Linked DNA regions of Mus musculus: regions 1, 2, 3 and 4 are each linked to region 5. The links are chromatin contacts, called in public promoter capture Hi-C maps. All regions are on one chromosome and are shown on one strand. The core of a region is the stretch at or near the end of the contact, and the rest is flanking DNA. Distances in the headings are between cores, read along the strand shown.

Region 1 (2,700 bases), core at 98-2,597, 4.7 Mb after region 5:
CCTTTAAAGTGCTGGGATTAAAGGCATGCACCACTACCGTCCCACACTTTTTTTTTTTTAAGGGTTTTTTTTATTTTTAATGTATGAGTATCTGCATGTACACCTGCATGCCAGAAGAGGGCCCAAGATTTCACTATAGATGGTTCTGAGCAACCATGTGGTTGCTGGGAATTGAACTCAGAACCTCTGGAAGAGCAGCCAGTGCTCTTAACCCCTGAGTCATCTCTCCAGCCCCACTTTTTTTTTTTAAGATTAATTTTACATATGCATGTTTGTGTTTTCCTGCATATATGTGCGTGCAACGCATTGGTTCCTAGTGCCTGTGATGGCCAGAGAGGGTAGTAGATCTCCTGAAACTGGAGTTTCAAATTATTGTGAACTGACTCGTAGGTGCTGGGAACCCAACCCAGGCCTTTGACAAGTGCAGCCACTGATCTTGGCTGCTGAGCTTTCTCTTCCATCCCAACTAAAATGTTTCATTTAGTTAATTTCTGAGATGGTTTCATATATCCCAGGCTGGCCTTGAATTGGCTATGTAGCTTAAGACTTCTATGGGGGCACACGCCTTTAATCCCAGCACTTGGGAGGCATAGGCAGGTGGATTTCTGAGTTGGAGGCCATCCTGGTCTACAGAGTGAATTCCAGGACAGCCAGGGCTATACAGAGAAACCCTGTCTCGAAAAACAAAACAAAACAAACAAAAACAAAAACAAAAAAACCACAAAAAACAAAAAGACTTCTAACTTGATTTTTGTGCTTCAACTTTCTGAATGCTGAGATAACATTATACAGACTACAGGCACGACACGGGATTTACACACCTGTGCATAAACTAAGGGTTTGTGGTTGCTAGGCAAACACTCTTCCAAGTGAGCTATGTCCCCAGTCCCCTGTGTGATGAGAAAGCCTGGGTGCGGTCGGTACACCGAAGCAAATGAACATGGGAGCAAGTCAGATTTCAGAATTTTAACTTTTGATTCCTATTTTTGTCTGGCTTCAAGCTGCACCAAAGGGGCACCTCAGTATCTCTATATAGGCAATCTAGATTACCTTCTTCTGCAACCCTCCTAACCACACGAGGCGACAAAGAAAAACATTATATTTCGGCATGTCCGGAGAACCTCTTTCTCAAGCTCCCTCCGGGCCCCAAAGCGCAAGCGCCACTCTCTCGCTTCCTCACGCCTTCAACTCTGGATCACTGCGCACGCGCGCCCTGGCTAGCACCCTGGGGTGGGGACACGCCCAGGTACAGCACGCACCGCGGTTGGTCGGAAGAGGACACCTGATCGCGGTGTCTTCGCCTGAGCATGCGCAGAGCGCCCCGGCGTGCCCGAGACCGCACGCTGAGGCGTGTGGTGCGCGACCTCACCCGCCCGCCTCGGTCCCCGCCCCTTGGCCTGCCGCTCCGCCCCCGCGGGGCGTCCCGGGCCGCTCGTCCCCTCCGCGGCGGCCGCGCGCGGCCCGGGGTCGCCGTGAGTACTCTCTAGGCTGGCGTGTGGGGAGGCTGGAGTGGGGATGGGGCGGGGCGGTCGGGCTGCTGGCAAGGTCCGCCCTGCCTGAGGGACCAAGTAAGGGATGCTGACAGGCTTCGCTCGGCTGGGCGGCTGGCGGCGGCGAGCCGCAGACGGGTCCTTAACGGGGAAGGCCGGAGCTGAGGGCTTTGGGGGACACCTGGAGAAGAGGCCTCAGGCCCTGCCCTGCATGCGCAGGTGTCCTCGCGAGCGTCTTGGTCTTCTCCCTCCGCCCGGGCTAGGGTTAGCGCTGGCCCGCGGGTCTCGCCCCTCCGCACCCTCCTTCGCCCTTTGTTTAGTAGCCTAGTCCTTTTGACACTTCCGTTGGAGTGGAGTTTTCTTCTCCTAGCACACTGAGCTGGAAGTCAAGCCCAGAATGTAGACGTTGAGATCAGAGGCGTCTCTTGACTAGGTATACGTTAAATGGTCACTCTGAAAAGTGCCAATGGACGTAGAGAAAAAGACCTTTGTGGGTCGTCCGAAGGCTTATTTACCGTTGGCACGATCTCATAGAAATAGACCAAGCGTGTTAATGCGAGCTGCCATCCCCCAGAATAAACACTGAGCCTAACAGCACACTTCTCTGGGCACTCTTAATAGTCTCTATTTGATCTAGCTCCTCTTGAAAGGTTCCAGATCTGCCCCCCACCCCCACCCCGAACTAGTTATTACATGAAAAAATGGATAGATTTGGCCCTATCAAACGTTCAAGTTACTTATGCAAGTTTTGTGACCTCCCTAGGTTGGAGTATTAAATATGTAACATGAAAACTTTGAACTAGGTCATCTCTCAGCCCCCTCTTTTTTTTTTTTTTTCTTTTTTAATGAATTCCGTGCTCCACCATCTGCCTTTTCCCACTCTCCAGCTTTTAAATCTACTCTCCATTCCTGAGAGAAGGCCATGGAGTGTTGAGGATTCAAGTCTTTTTTTACTAAAACAGTCTGGTTGGAGAAGCTGGTCATTTCATAACTGTCTTTTCCTTAGAAAAACTGATTTTTTTTACCCCCTCCTTTTAATAGCATCAGAAACCAAGCAGCAAACCCTGAGGAGATGCTCAGTTTTCCTTGACTTCTACAGTGAAAGACCTTGAGAAAGTTGGCACTTCTAGCCTAAGCTGCCCTCATTCTACTGCTCACCCCAAGACAACCCAGGCTGGACTGTAGTGCTTCCCTCTTCGTCCAGAGCAGC
Region 2 (2,700 bases), core at 107-2,606, 3.3 Mb after region 5:
TATAATGTGTTTGTAATTGTATGTCAGATAGTTATATCATGTTTAGGTATTATTATGATTTGCTTAATGTTTTCACTTGGAAATTGATAAGAAGATATGATTGTGTGTCAAGTTGGCAAGGGGTGGACTTGTATGGCAATTCTGGGTTGTCAACTTGACTACATTTGAAATTAATTAAAACCTCACTCCCGGTACCAACTCATCTTAGGGTTTTTATTGCTGTGACAAAACACCGTGAGTAAAGAGCAAGTTGGGTAGGAAAGGCTTTATTTTGCTTACATTTCCATATGGTGGTCCATCAATGAGGGAAGCCAGGACTCAAATAGGGCAGGAACCTGGATGCAGGAGCTGCTGCAAAGGCCATGGAGGATGCTGCTTACTGGCTTGTTCAGCCTGCTTTCTTAATGAACCCAGGACCAGCAGCCCAGGGTTGGCCCCACCCACAATGGAATGGGCCCTGCAACGTCAATCATAAATTAGGAAAATGCTCTTCAGGCTTGCCTACAGCACAACCATTTTCTCAATTGGAGATCCCTCTTTTCAGATTATTCTAGCTTGTGTCAAGTTGACATAAAATTAGCCAGGCTAGCAGTCATAGGCAGGGGAACTTAGAAATGAGCTATGGCAAGGATCCAGGGAGGCAAGACTGGGAAAGATTCGTCTTTTCTTGCTTTGTAAAATGGCCTCCTGCCAGCCTCCCAGCATCCTACTGGGGTATATTTTCTACCTTCATTTGGGCTTTCTGAAGCCACGGAAAGACAAAGTTACCTCAAGTGCCTGGATCAAGGAGTCTCATGTAATGCTTTGCTGCTGCTGCTGCAGCCACCACCACCACCATCCACTGCCAGGATTCCTGGGGTGTCTGCATGTGAAATTTTTCTTTTATACCAAAGTTGGGGCCTTCTGACTTCAACTTGTCCACAGTGACTTGGATCTGCCATCATTAAGCAAATAAGAACAGGACTCTGTATGGCAGGCTCTGTTTTCTTGGCTGTGGGGAAACAAACAAACAAAAAATACCAGTTTGCTGACCACACCAGAAGAAATCCTACATCTGGATAAGCACACCCATAACTCATAAGTGTGTTGAGTTTGGAGGAATGGTTTGAGGCCAAAAACATTTCTCTGCTTCTGGAGAAAACGCTCCTGCAATGCTCCTTTAAAGCCAAACTTCCTTGCCTCCTTTCCTAAGGCCAGGTAGGAGGTGGTCAGGAAGCCTCAACCTTAGAACCAAGGCCACATCCCCAAACTGTGCTCCCGCCGTTCGGTCCTCCCAGCGCAGGGGGTGCTGTGGAGCGGCAGGCATGGTGGACCCGGCCTGATTCCTGATCCTACTCAGCCACTGTTGTTAGTGACGGAGTAAAGCCGGAAGCAGTGGGAACGAGGAGGGGCGGAGCTGCCACAGGCTGGGCAGGGCAGTCTCCCAGCAGAGGATCGGGGCGTGTCCCGGTTAGAAGTCATGCTTGGAAGGTCTGGCTACCGGGCACTGCCCTTAGGGGATTTTGATCGTTTCCAGCAGTCGAGCTTCGGCTTTCTGGGTTCGCAGAAGGGCTGCTTGTCCCCAGAGCCGGGCAGCGTGGGGCCGGGGGCCGGTGAGTGGCTACCCAGCACCGCGGACAGAGGGGCACCCCAAGACCTGTACTCTCTGCCTCTAGGAGGAAGGAGAGTGAAGGGGATAGGATATGAAGTGGGTGCCAGACAAGGTGTGGGGATGCTACCACCGATTTGTTCTCCCTACGGCACCAGCTGTAGCTTTGGAAGCCGCGCAGCCCCATCTTCCCTAATCTTAGCCCATCCCGTTACTATTTCCAGGATAGCCCATCATGCATAGAAAGAAAACAGAGCCCTAGGCAGAGGGAGCCATAACCCACAAGGCATTTGTAGAGAAATGGAAAAAGAGTCGCCCTAGGGTAGCAGCGCAGGGAGCAGGAGTCTCCTGTGTCCTGGTGAAGATGCACAGAACAGAAAGCTGGGCCTGCAAGCTGCCTGGCTTGTTTGCTTTGGCTTCCTCTCTCCAAAGCCTGACTGTCCTTGGAGTATTCTGGTCCTCTGTGGTTCTCCTGTATTGACGGTGCATTGAAAGCTTTGGCAATGCTGAACGAATCCTCCATTTTCTGCCCCGTTCTTTTTTGTTGTTGTTGTTTTTGTTTGTTTGTGGTTTTTTTTTTTTTTTTTTTTTTTTTTTTTTTTTTGAGACAGGGTTTCTCTGTATAGCCCTGGCTCTCCTGGAACTCACTTTGTAGACCAGGCTGGCCTTGAACTCAGAAATCTGCCTGCCTCTGCCTCCCAAGTGCTGCGATTAAAAGCGTGCACCACCACGCCCGGCTCTTCTGCCCGGTTCTTAGGATTCCTCCTTCCCTGAAGAGGTCAGGAATTAGTTTATGACTTAGACTGTCCTGCAGGCAGGGGCTTCTTGAAGGATAGAACAGACGTCTCTTGTCACCTTCCTGTCTAGGGCTGGGGAGGAGAGAACAGATAGCAAGCTCATCCCCAGATTCTGGGCCTGTTTGCTCAACACCCATTCAGGATTCTTAGTTCTTCCTGCCAAAAGGCTTGAATTGAAGTACACTATAGATATAGATAGATAGATAGATAGATATAGATATAGATATAGATATAGTTCTTTCAGGGCATTAAAGTGGGAATAAATACTAAACTAGCACTTTAGTCCCACTGTGACTGTTACTTGTGAGCATTAGT
Region 3 (2,700 bases), core at 3-2,502, 3.6 Mb after region 5:
GTCTGTTGTGACTCATAGATGAGCTAAGCCACAGAAAACACTCCTTTGCTAACCACAAGTGCTGAGGGTGGTTCAGGGAAAACAAACAAGCCAACTCCCCCAAATCTGTGTTTGTGTTCGAGAGCCTGTGTGCCCGCACTGGGAGGCCAGAAGTTGCCTTCGGGTATCTCCCTTAACTATTCTTTTTCTTTCTTTCTTTCTTTCTTTTTTTTTTTTTTTTGGAGAATACTCAGTTTTTGAGGTAGGGTCCCTCACTGAGCCTAGACCTCATCGATCGGCTAGGCAGACTAGTTAGCAAACCAGAGAGCTCTTCTCTTCTCCAGACTCAGATTACAGCGTTGGCTCTGGTGGCCATCCTTTTCTGTTTTATGCTGGGGAAACTCAGGTCTTCACGTTTGTGTATCAAGCATTTTTAAGGACTATGACATCTCCCCAGTACTCTCTCACCGCAAAAGAAGGCATTTCTCAACTTTCTATGCAACATGGCTAAACTCCTTTTTGATTGCCCCTTTCCTGTGGGTCATCTCTGATACACCAGGCTGAACAGTGAACTGAGTGGAAACTATTTTCTTACGGGTTTCCTCTACCAAAGGTTCTGCCTATTACTGGACACACTGTGACTTCCTTGTAGAATTGGATCTGTAGCCCTGCACAGGCTAGCTCTTCAGGCCCTCAGAGCTTGTGAAGCTAAAATAAGGCCAAAGAGGGGTGGGGAGGGCACAGGTAGGGAGGAAAAGGAGGACACTTGAAGGCTGAGGGAACAGATGTCCGTGCAAGGAAGCACAGCGATCGTTAACACTGCCTGGAAGGGAAAAAAAAATCCACGAGGCAGAGAGGTTGTGGCCAGATACCTCTAGGGGTCTCTGGTCAAAGTCCAGAAGGAAAAGCAGGGTTTTGATAAGGGGTACTAATAGGAAGCTCAAAAGCAGGGTCTAGGGTATCCATTTCTGAAGCTTCGAGCAGTAACGCATGAAAGGCAGGATGGGTGGGGGGAGCATTGTTTTCTCAATGCTTCCTCTAATTTCTGAGCGCTAGGATCCCATAGAAGTGAGAACTGTACTCCGCCGTCTTCCCCCGTGGGAGAAGGAGCGGGTGGAGTCCCCGCCTCGCCCCGTCACGTGGCCAAAAGCGCCCTTCGCACGTGACCGCCCTTGTGCTTGGCCAATCAGCCTCTGCAGGGGCGGGGACTTGGGGAGGGGGGGGAAGAGGGCCTCTTCTCGCGAGCCTTGCCGCCGGTGCTCCTGGCCCGCCCACGGCCGCCAGCGGAGGTCTCGCGAGGCTTGGACGCTGCGGCGGTAGGAGGAGGACAGGGAAGGACGGAGCTCGGCCGCGGCTGCCTCCCTCGTTCACTCCCTCGCGCGCGCGCTCGCCCGCCCCCTCCCTCCCTCCCCTCCCTTTCCCCGGCCCCGGCCCCGGCCCATTCGCTGCGCGCTCTCCGGCTAGGGAGGATGTCGGGCTCGTCGCTCCCCGGCGCCCTGGCCCTCTCGCTCTTGCTGGTCTCTGGCTCGCTCCTTCCAGGGCCAGGCGCTGCTCAGAACGGTAAGCCGAGGGGCCGGGGGCGGGTCGGGCGGGGGCGCCCGGCTCTGGCAACCAGAGGGGCCGGGCCCAGGCCTGAGGGGGATGCCGGAGCCGGCAGCGGGCGACCCGGCTGAGGCGAGGAGGTGCTTCGCGGAGAGGTGGAGGCGTCGCTTTGGTGCGAGCCCGGGGCTCTGTAGACAGGTCCGCGGCGTAGGGCTCATCGCGCACCGGGAGCTGGAGTAGCGGGGGCGGCTCTGGAGAAAGCGGCGGGAGACAGGCGTTCGAGTTCGAGCTGGCGGAGGGGTGGTGTCGGCGAGAGAACCGGGCTCCGCGGGCGCTGACACCCGGGATTCTACTGGGGCCCTGGAACCCGGGTGACATTCTGCAAAATGGGAGGAGGGGGGAAGCTGGGGTCAAAAGGATCCCGTAGAATACCTAGAGGCAGCAGACTGCTTGAGTCTCTCAAGGAGAGGGGTTAGTGAGCGATTCGGGAAACCTTGGATTTGGGGGTAGAGGGAAGGTGGGTGGAAAGATGGAGTGGGTTGACTGCAGTAGGGGGACCTGGAGAAGAGAAGCAGCAGTGTCTCCAAACGAGCTGGGGGAAGAGGATTGGGTTTTGCCAAGGAGGGTGGAGTGCTGGGCATTCTAGGGTAGCGGTTGGGAAAGCAAAAGGGAGTTTCTAAATAAGGAGAGGAAAATGAGCAGAGGATGCGGGGAAAGCTTTAAAACCGAGGTAGAAGAAATATCAGGGAAGTAAAGGGTGCCTGGGTATAGTGGTGGGAGTGGGGGAAGACGGAAAAATAAGGGAAGAGAGTAAAATGCAGGAAGTCGGGGGTGTAATGTTGCTTTGTAGCGCGGCGGATACATTAGGGAGGGGACGAGTTGTGGCAAATGCTTTATGATGCTAGTTCGGCCTTTGGGGAGGGCTGGGACACAGCCACATCTGCAGTGGTGGGATTGAGGGCAATGAGAGATGGTGGCAGGGGAGATGGAGGAAGTGGGCTTTTAGAACTGAAAGTTTCAAGATTGCAAAGATGTTATTTCTGAGGAATATGAATGTGGTCTCTGGGTTGGGTTTAAGGTACAGTGGAAGTGAGAATTGGGTTGCGAACTGAAGCTCTTTAGAGAAGATGGTGAAAGATAATAGGCTTGGGGAGCTAAACATGACAGATTCTGTTGGAA
Region 4 (2,700 bases), core at 141-2,640, 4.3 Mb after region 5:
AGGTATAAGACCTTCCCTTCCTCCCTGAGCACCAGACACAGAGATACACATTTGTAATTCCAGGAGCTAGAGGGAAGAGGATCAGAAGTTCAAAGTTGGGGCTGGAGAGATAGCTCAGCGGTTAAGAACGCTGACTGCTCCGGGGGTCTGAGCGAGAAGAAAAAAGTGTCTGGGGACAGCTACAGTGTACTTACATATAATAAATTAATAAATCTTTTTAAAAAAAGTTCAAAGTCACCCTTGACAACGCAGTGAACTTGAGGCTAGTCTGGGCTAGTAACCAGTCTCTGGCCAGTTAACAGCTGAGAGCCATAACAGAAACACTTTGGATACTGGGGGTGGGGGTGGGAGATAACGTCCAAGATCAAAGCCAGGGAAACACATTTCTATTAACAAGTTCAAAAATTATAGACAGAGTAGAAAATTGGTCAGGAGCTAGCAGAACTAGCAAAATAGAAATAGGCCAGGCTAGATGAGGCTGAGAATGAACTGGACATCAAGCCTAGCTTTCCTGCCTCTTAACCTACCCTCTCACATAGAACCGTCACATCAAAGGAGGAAGGGCTGGATTTCTGTAGTATCACCCGGAACAACTAAACCAGGATTTAAAAACTCGAGTCTATAGTCCTTCCATACTGTACACATGATTGTATCCCTTTGCGGCTTACTCTGGGGTTGTTCAAAGGAACACCACCTCCGAAAGGGTTATCTAAGGGGTCTGAGTGTTAAATCTGATCTCTAGATTGAACAAGATCGCTTCAGTCTTAGCGGAAGCCTTTGACTAGCTGAAAATCTCAAGAGGTGGACTCCCCGTGCCCAGCACCACTAGGGTCTGAGCAGATTCCTCTCGCGGGAAGCCCTTCCCATCGTCGTGCACCCTCCGCCTCGCCACTGCACCAGACTTAGAAAGGAACCGGCCTAGTAAAACCATGGAGGTCAAACACTGGCGGAGGGACGGATTAAGAGACAACAGCGTGGCTCGTTGTCAATGGGAGACCGACTACTCTAATCGCGAGGTTTGCTGCTTCTTCGTTATCTGCATGTCTTATCTTACTAGGGAAGTAAAAGTATTCTCTCGCCCCCACCCCGGACACACACACACTCTATCTCAGGCTATCAGTGAATATCGGGAAGACGTGTACGGATTGGGAACCACACTACTGCCTTTGTTCATCCAAGGACAGAATCGCACAACAGCGTCGCCCAGCGCCAGCGCCAAGACTTAAACAGAGCGAACCCCCAACGCCAGCCCTGTCGTCGTCCCGCCTCCAGCCCACCCATAGCTCCACCCATAACTGGGGCTGCAGTTCCGTCGTAGCTCCGCCCATCGGGAGGAAGAGCCTGTGGCGCGCGGGTGTGACGTTACGCACGTCTACGTCAGCACGCGCCCAGCTGGGAGGAGGCGCGAGCCGAGAAAGGATCCTGTAGCCACCGGTGCGGCGGTGTGTGCACATGGCGCTGTGGCGCGGCTCTGCGTGCGCCGGCTTCCTGGCGCTGGCCGTGGGCTGCGTGTTCCTGCTGGAGCCGGAGCTGCCGGGCACGGCGCTGCGCTCGCTCTGGAGCTCCCTGAGGCTGGGACCCGCGCCAGTGCCCGTGGGACCTCTGTCCCCGGAGAGCCGGCTGGCAGCCGCTTGGGACGCCCTCATCGCGCAGCCCGCCCGGCGCTGGCGCCGCGTGGCTGTGGGGTGAGTGCCTGCGGGGCCTGCCTGCGGCTCTGGGCCTCCCCGGGAAGTGCGCGCGCTCCGGGGTCCGCCCGGGACTCGGTGGTGTCTGGGTTGCCCTCTGGGCGAAAGTGTCGGACGCGTGAGACGAGCCTTTTTCCGTCATCGCTGCAGGGATAGTCAGCATATTTCCACCCGGTTGGCCCTGCTCCCTGTAAAAGCAGCTCTCATAGCTTCTTAGAAATTCAACTCAGCCTGTCACTTGTAATTTTTGAGGTTACTCTGTTGTCTGTCTTCCAGCCCTTTTTTGCCGACTGTTCTCAGGTGGCCACGATGGTTTTCCTATTTTTTTAGCACTCTTCCTAACGTACTTAAAGCTAAATGCTTCTGTCTCTAGCTGTTGACTTTACGTCATCCGGTCTGAAGACCACTCTACTAAGACTGCTCATTTTCATATTCAACATTTTTTGTTAAGGATTCCTTACCAGAACTCTGCGCCTTTCGCGTTTAGCACGCCCTTCTCGAAACTACCTTCTTCCCCATACTAAGTGATAGTTCATATTTTTAAGGTTCTCTCAAATCACAGTATCTCCTTTCTTTGTGAAACTCACAGAAATGTATCCAATTTTTTTTACACTAACCTTAGTCCCTCTTCCAGTTAGGCTTGGCTTTCTTGTCTTGTCAAGGGCACTATGCATCAGCGAGTTTTTTAGTATGTTTTTCTTTAGGTTAGAGTTGGTTTTTTTTTTTTTTTTTTAAATGTTGCTTCTGTTGTTCCTTTTTGAACTACAGCCTCCTTGGCTGGTCTGGAACGTAAGTAGATCATTAGAACATAGATCATTATCTGATCTGTTTGCTTCCTTTTTCTTTCTTTCTCTTGTCTTTTTAGTTTAGTTTTATTTTTAAATTATTCTTCTTTAAGACAGGGCTTCTCTGTGTAGTCCAGGCTCTCCTGGAACTCACTCTGTAGACCAGGCTGACCTCGAACTCTAAGGACCAGCTGCTTCTGCCTCCCTGGTGCTGGGCTTAAAGACCTGGC
Region 5 (2,700 bases), core at 4-2,503:
GGATACTCATATTTGAGGTTTTTATTTAACTTGGCCAATCAGGACCAGAAAAATGGGCTGGAACTTGGGTCTCATTCCAAATCAGTGTTTATCCTGTTATACAATGGAACTCTGCAAGTTTCTCTTGATTGTTCTTGCTAAGAGAGATTCTCCACTAAATTCCTATTGCAAATATTGCTAATTTCTGTTTGAAATTAAATATATGCTGCATTGTATGGATATTTTACCTTTTGGTCTTTTTTTCTCTCTCTCTCTCATTTTTAAAACAGTCTCACTATATATCCCTGGCTGGCTTGGAATTTACAGGGCAAACCAGGTCCTGAGTACAGGCCAGGTCCCGTCTACATGCAACTAAATTTCTAAGCTTCCCCCTTTAAGAAACCCAGATCCAACCGTTTTGCCTACACAGAAGACAAAGGCCCTGTACATAGTCAACCCACTAGCTCTTCAACCCCCAACATAGGCACAAAAACTAGGTAAGATTGGAAAGGAGAAATGGATGAAGAGAAGTCTTTTTTTCGTTTTTTTTTTTTTTTTTTTTTTTTTTTTTTTTTTTTTCTTTTGTCCGAGACAGGGTTTCTCTGTGTACCCCTGGCTGTCCTGGAACTCACTCTGTAGACCATGCTGGCCTCGAACTCAGAAATCCGCCTGCCTCAGCCTCCCAAGTGCAGGGATTAAAGGCGTGCACCACCACTGCCCGGCGAAGAGAAGTCTTAAACTTAGAACAAAAGTTATCCCAATTAAAGAGTTGGATCTGAGAAAGGAGAAAATGAGGCTAAGAGGAAGAACAAAGGAAAAACTGTTAAGGGGCAAGACTGGAAGAGTAAACGATTTGATTTGTCTATACAGTTGCTACTCTGGCCTCCATTAGAATGGTACAGAAGAGAAAACGAAAGTGGAGTGCAAAGCGTAGGAGGAATCTGGTTCCACTCTCCACGGTATAGACGCTTCCCTCCTCCCTCCAGTCCTCCTCTAATACAGACCGCAGCCAAAGCCGAGGTTGTGCTTCTGCACAGTCCACGTGGGCAGACTGAGCCCGCCCCAGCACTGGGAGAACTTCCGCGTCCTCCCGCCCCGCCCCGCCCCCTCGCAGTCCTGCGCACGCGCGGGAGCCATATTCGCCGCGGATGCTTGGCCATCCGGGTTGGTTCTTCTCCAGCTGAGTAAAGAGGCGCTGATCTGCACCCTCACCGTCTTCCTCTGGTGAGGCTCAGTCCTTTAGGGGCCGCGGAGTCGAGGTGTCTGTCTCCCGGGCGGGGGCCATCTGCGTGGAGACCACGGCCCAGGCCCGCGGCCGCCACCGAGGAGCCGTGGGCACGATGACTTTGCACCCGCCTCCTCGGTGACCGGCCTGCCAGGGACTGGTCCCCGCCGGCCGCCGTCGGGTATCCCCGCGGGGCCTTGACGGCTCGCCTGGGCTCTGAGACCCTCCGGGCCGGTGCGAGGGGTGGGGGCGGCTGCGGCCCAGAGAGTCAATTCGGGAAAGTGGCGCTGCGGGGGAAAGTCCAAGTCTTGTAGCGCCGGCGCCAGGCGTGGAGGTAGCTGTGTTCACAGTCGAATCCGAAACCCGCCGTGGCCTCCTGGCTGCTGTGCTCAGGGCCACCTTTCTGTTTCTCCTACATGTTGGAACCGACTCCTGGCAGGTTAACTCTCCTTAGGCCTGACGACTCTTCTAAAATGTCACTTCCCGTGGTCCTTGAATCCAGCCCGTCGGTGAAGCGGTCTTAAGTAAGATAAAGGTGTTTTCTAACATCTGGGCGCGCAGACCCTTCAAATGTCTGCTTAGCTTTCCAGCCACGATGCCTTCCTTATATCCCATTTGGCAACATAGGAATTGAACTGCCATTTTTCTACTAAGGCAGAGTTTCCATTGCTGTCTTTCGAAGAAACGGAAATAAGGACCAGGTTTACCACCTAACCCCTACACCCCCAAATTTAGGACCATGTGAATTATCCACTTTGTTAACCTTTCTCAGCCTGCTCTACTTGGAATGCCCTTCCTTCACCCCTTCACAATTCTTTTTCTTTGACTTGAGGCTTTTCAACTTACCTTTGCCTCTCCCACCTCTAATTTACTCTCATTATCTGTATTGGTTTCCTAAAATCTTACTTGCTGTCGATTCTGCTTTCCCTCCCCACCCTGAATGTCTCTTCCATGTTGCTTTATAATCTTTGTCTGTCATACCTGGCTGCTAGATTCTGAGCTTTTCAGGACACCATGGTTTACCTTTATTGTGGTGGCCCAGCATCTGTATAGGTCCCAGTGGTGGTGCAGTTCATGTTAGCTGAGTGATGGTGTGGATCAAGTGGTATTAACAGTGGAAGACACTTCTTAAAATTGTGGGGGTTTTGTTATTAATGATCCTGTTTTCTTTTCACAGGAATCAACATAAAGTTCAGAAACCATGGTGAGTTCATGACACGTTTCCTTTAACTTTTGCCTGGGAACATTATGGCTTGTTTGAAGCTCACAGCCTGACATGGAAGAAAATGAAACCAAAGGGGTAGAGGGAGTTGAATGGGGTCTTCCGTCTTCTTTCCACTGAACTCAGCACCAGGGTGTCATTGTATCCAATGCATGGACATCCGGAAGTTGGCGTATGTCAGTGAACAGGCATCATCTCTGTTTTTCCTTTGCAGTCTCGAAGATATGACTCCAGGACCACAATATTTTCTCCAGAAGGTAAATTAGAAGATTTA

Evidence for each region. Promoter capture Hi-C pulls out the DNA fragments that hold promoters and counts their contacts.
Region 1: a contact with region 5 is called in a promoter capture Hi-C map of erythroid cells, with 17 times the contacts expected there. The contact joins the promoter of Parp6 here to the promoter of AY074887 in region 5. A contact is called at or near these places in 1 of 39 promoter capture datasets (erythroid cells) and 1 of 484 Hi-C or Micro-C datasets (B cells).
Region 2: a promoter capture Hi-C map of erythroid cells shows a contact between it and region 5, with 34 times the contacts expected there. The contact joins the promoter of Stoml1 here to the promoter of AY074887 in region 5. A contact is called at or near these places in 2 of 39 promoter capture datasets (cranial neural crest and erythroid cells).
Region 3: a promoter capture Hi-C map of pre-B cells shows a contact between it and region 5, with 2.6 times the contacts expected there. The contact joins the promoter of Nptn here to the promoter of AY074887 in region 5. A contact is called at or near these places in 1 of 39 promoter capture datasets (pre-B cells) and 1 of 484 Hi-C or Micro-C datasets (CD4 T cells).
Region 4: a contact with region 5 is called in a promoter capture Hi-C map of erythroid cells, with 19 times the contacts expected there. The contact joins the promoter of Adpgk here to the promoter of AY074887 in region 5. A contact is called at or near these places in 1 of 39 promoter capture datasets (erythroid cells) and 1 of 484 Hi-C or Micro-C datasets (CD4 T cells).

Annotation. Positions count from the first base shown.
Region 1 is chr9:59,615,937-59,618,636 of GRCm38.p6, forward strand. Parp6 (poly (ADP-ribose) polymerase family, member 6) reads left to right here and starts at 1,348. Exons shown (of 24, transcript NM_001205239.1): 1 at 1,348-1,472; 2 at 2,532-2,700. It overlaps Gm51709 (a long non-coding RNA gene), which reads right to left and starts at 1,188. Exons shown (of 3, transcript XR_003948337.1): 1 at 1,051-1,188.
Region 2 is chr9:58,251,808-58,254,507 of GRCm38.p6, forward strand. Stoml1 (stomatin-like 1) reads left to right here and starts at 1,357. Exons shown (of 7, transcript NM_026942.3): 1 at 1,357-1,592. The coding sequence starts at 1,460.
Region 3 is chr9:58,580,988-58,583,687 of GRCm38.p6, forward strand. It overlaps Nptn (neuroplastin), which reads left to right and starts at 1,253. Exons shown (of 9, transcript NM_001357751.1): 1 at 1,253-1,539. The coding sequence starts at 1,449.
Region 4 is chr9:59,290,182-59,292,881 of GRCm38.p6, forward strand. It overlaps Adpgk (ADP-dependent glucokinase), which reads left to right and starts at 1,391. Exons shown (of 7, transcript NM_028121.2): 1 at 1,391-1,685. The coding sequence starts at 1,453.
Region 5 is chr9:54,949,701-54,952,400 of GRCm38.p6, forward strand. It overlaps AY074887 (cDNA sequence AY074887), which reads right to left and starts at 1,254. Exons shown (of 1, transcript NM_145229.2): 1 at 544-1,254. The coding sequence starts at 1,139. The coding sequence ends at 741. It overlaps Hykk (hydroxylysine kinase 1), which reads left to right. Exons shown (of 5, transcript NM_177351.4): 5 at 1-224. It overlaps Psma4 (proteasome subunit alpha 4), which reads left to right and starts at 1,159. Exons shown (of 9, transcript NM_011966.3): 1 at 1,159-1,203; 2 at 2,382-2,408; 3 at 2,641-2,683. The coding sequence starts at 2,406.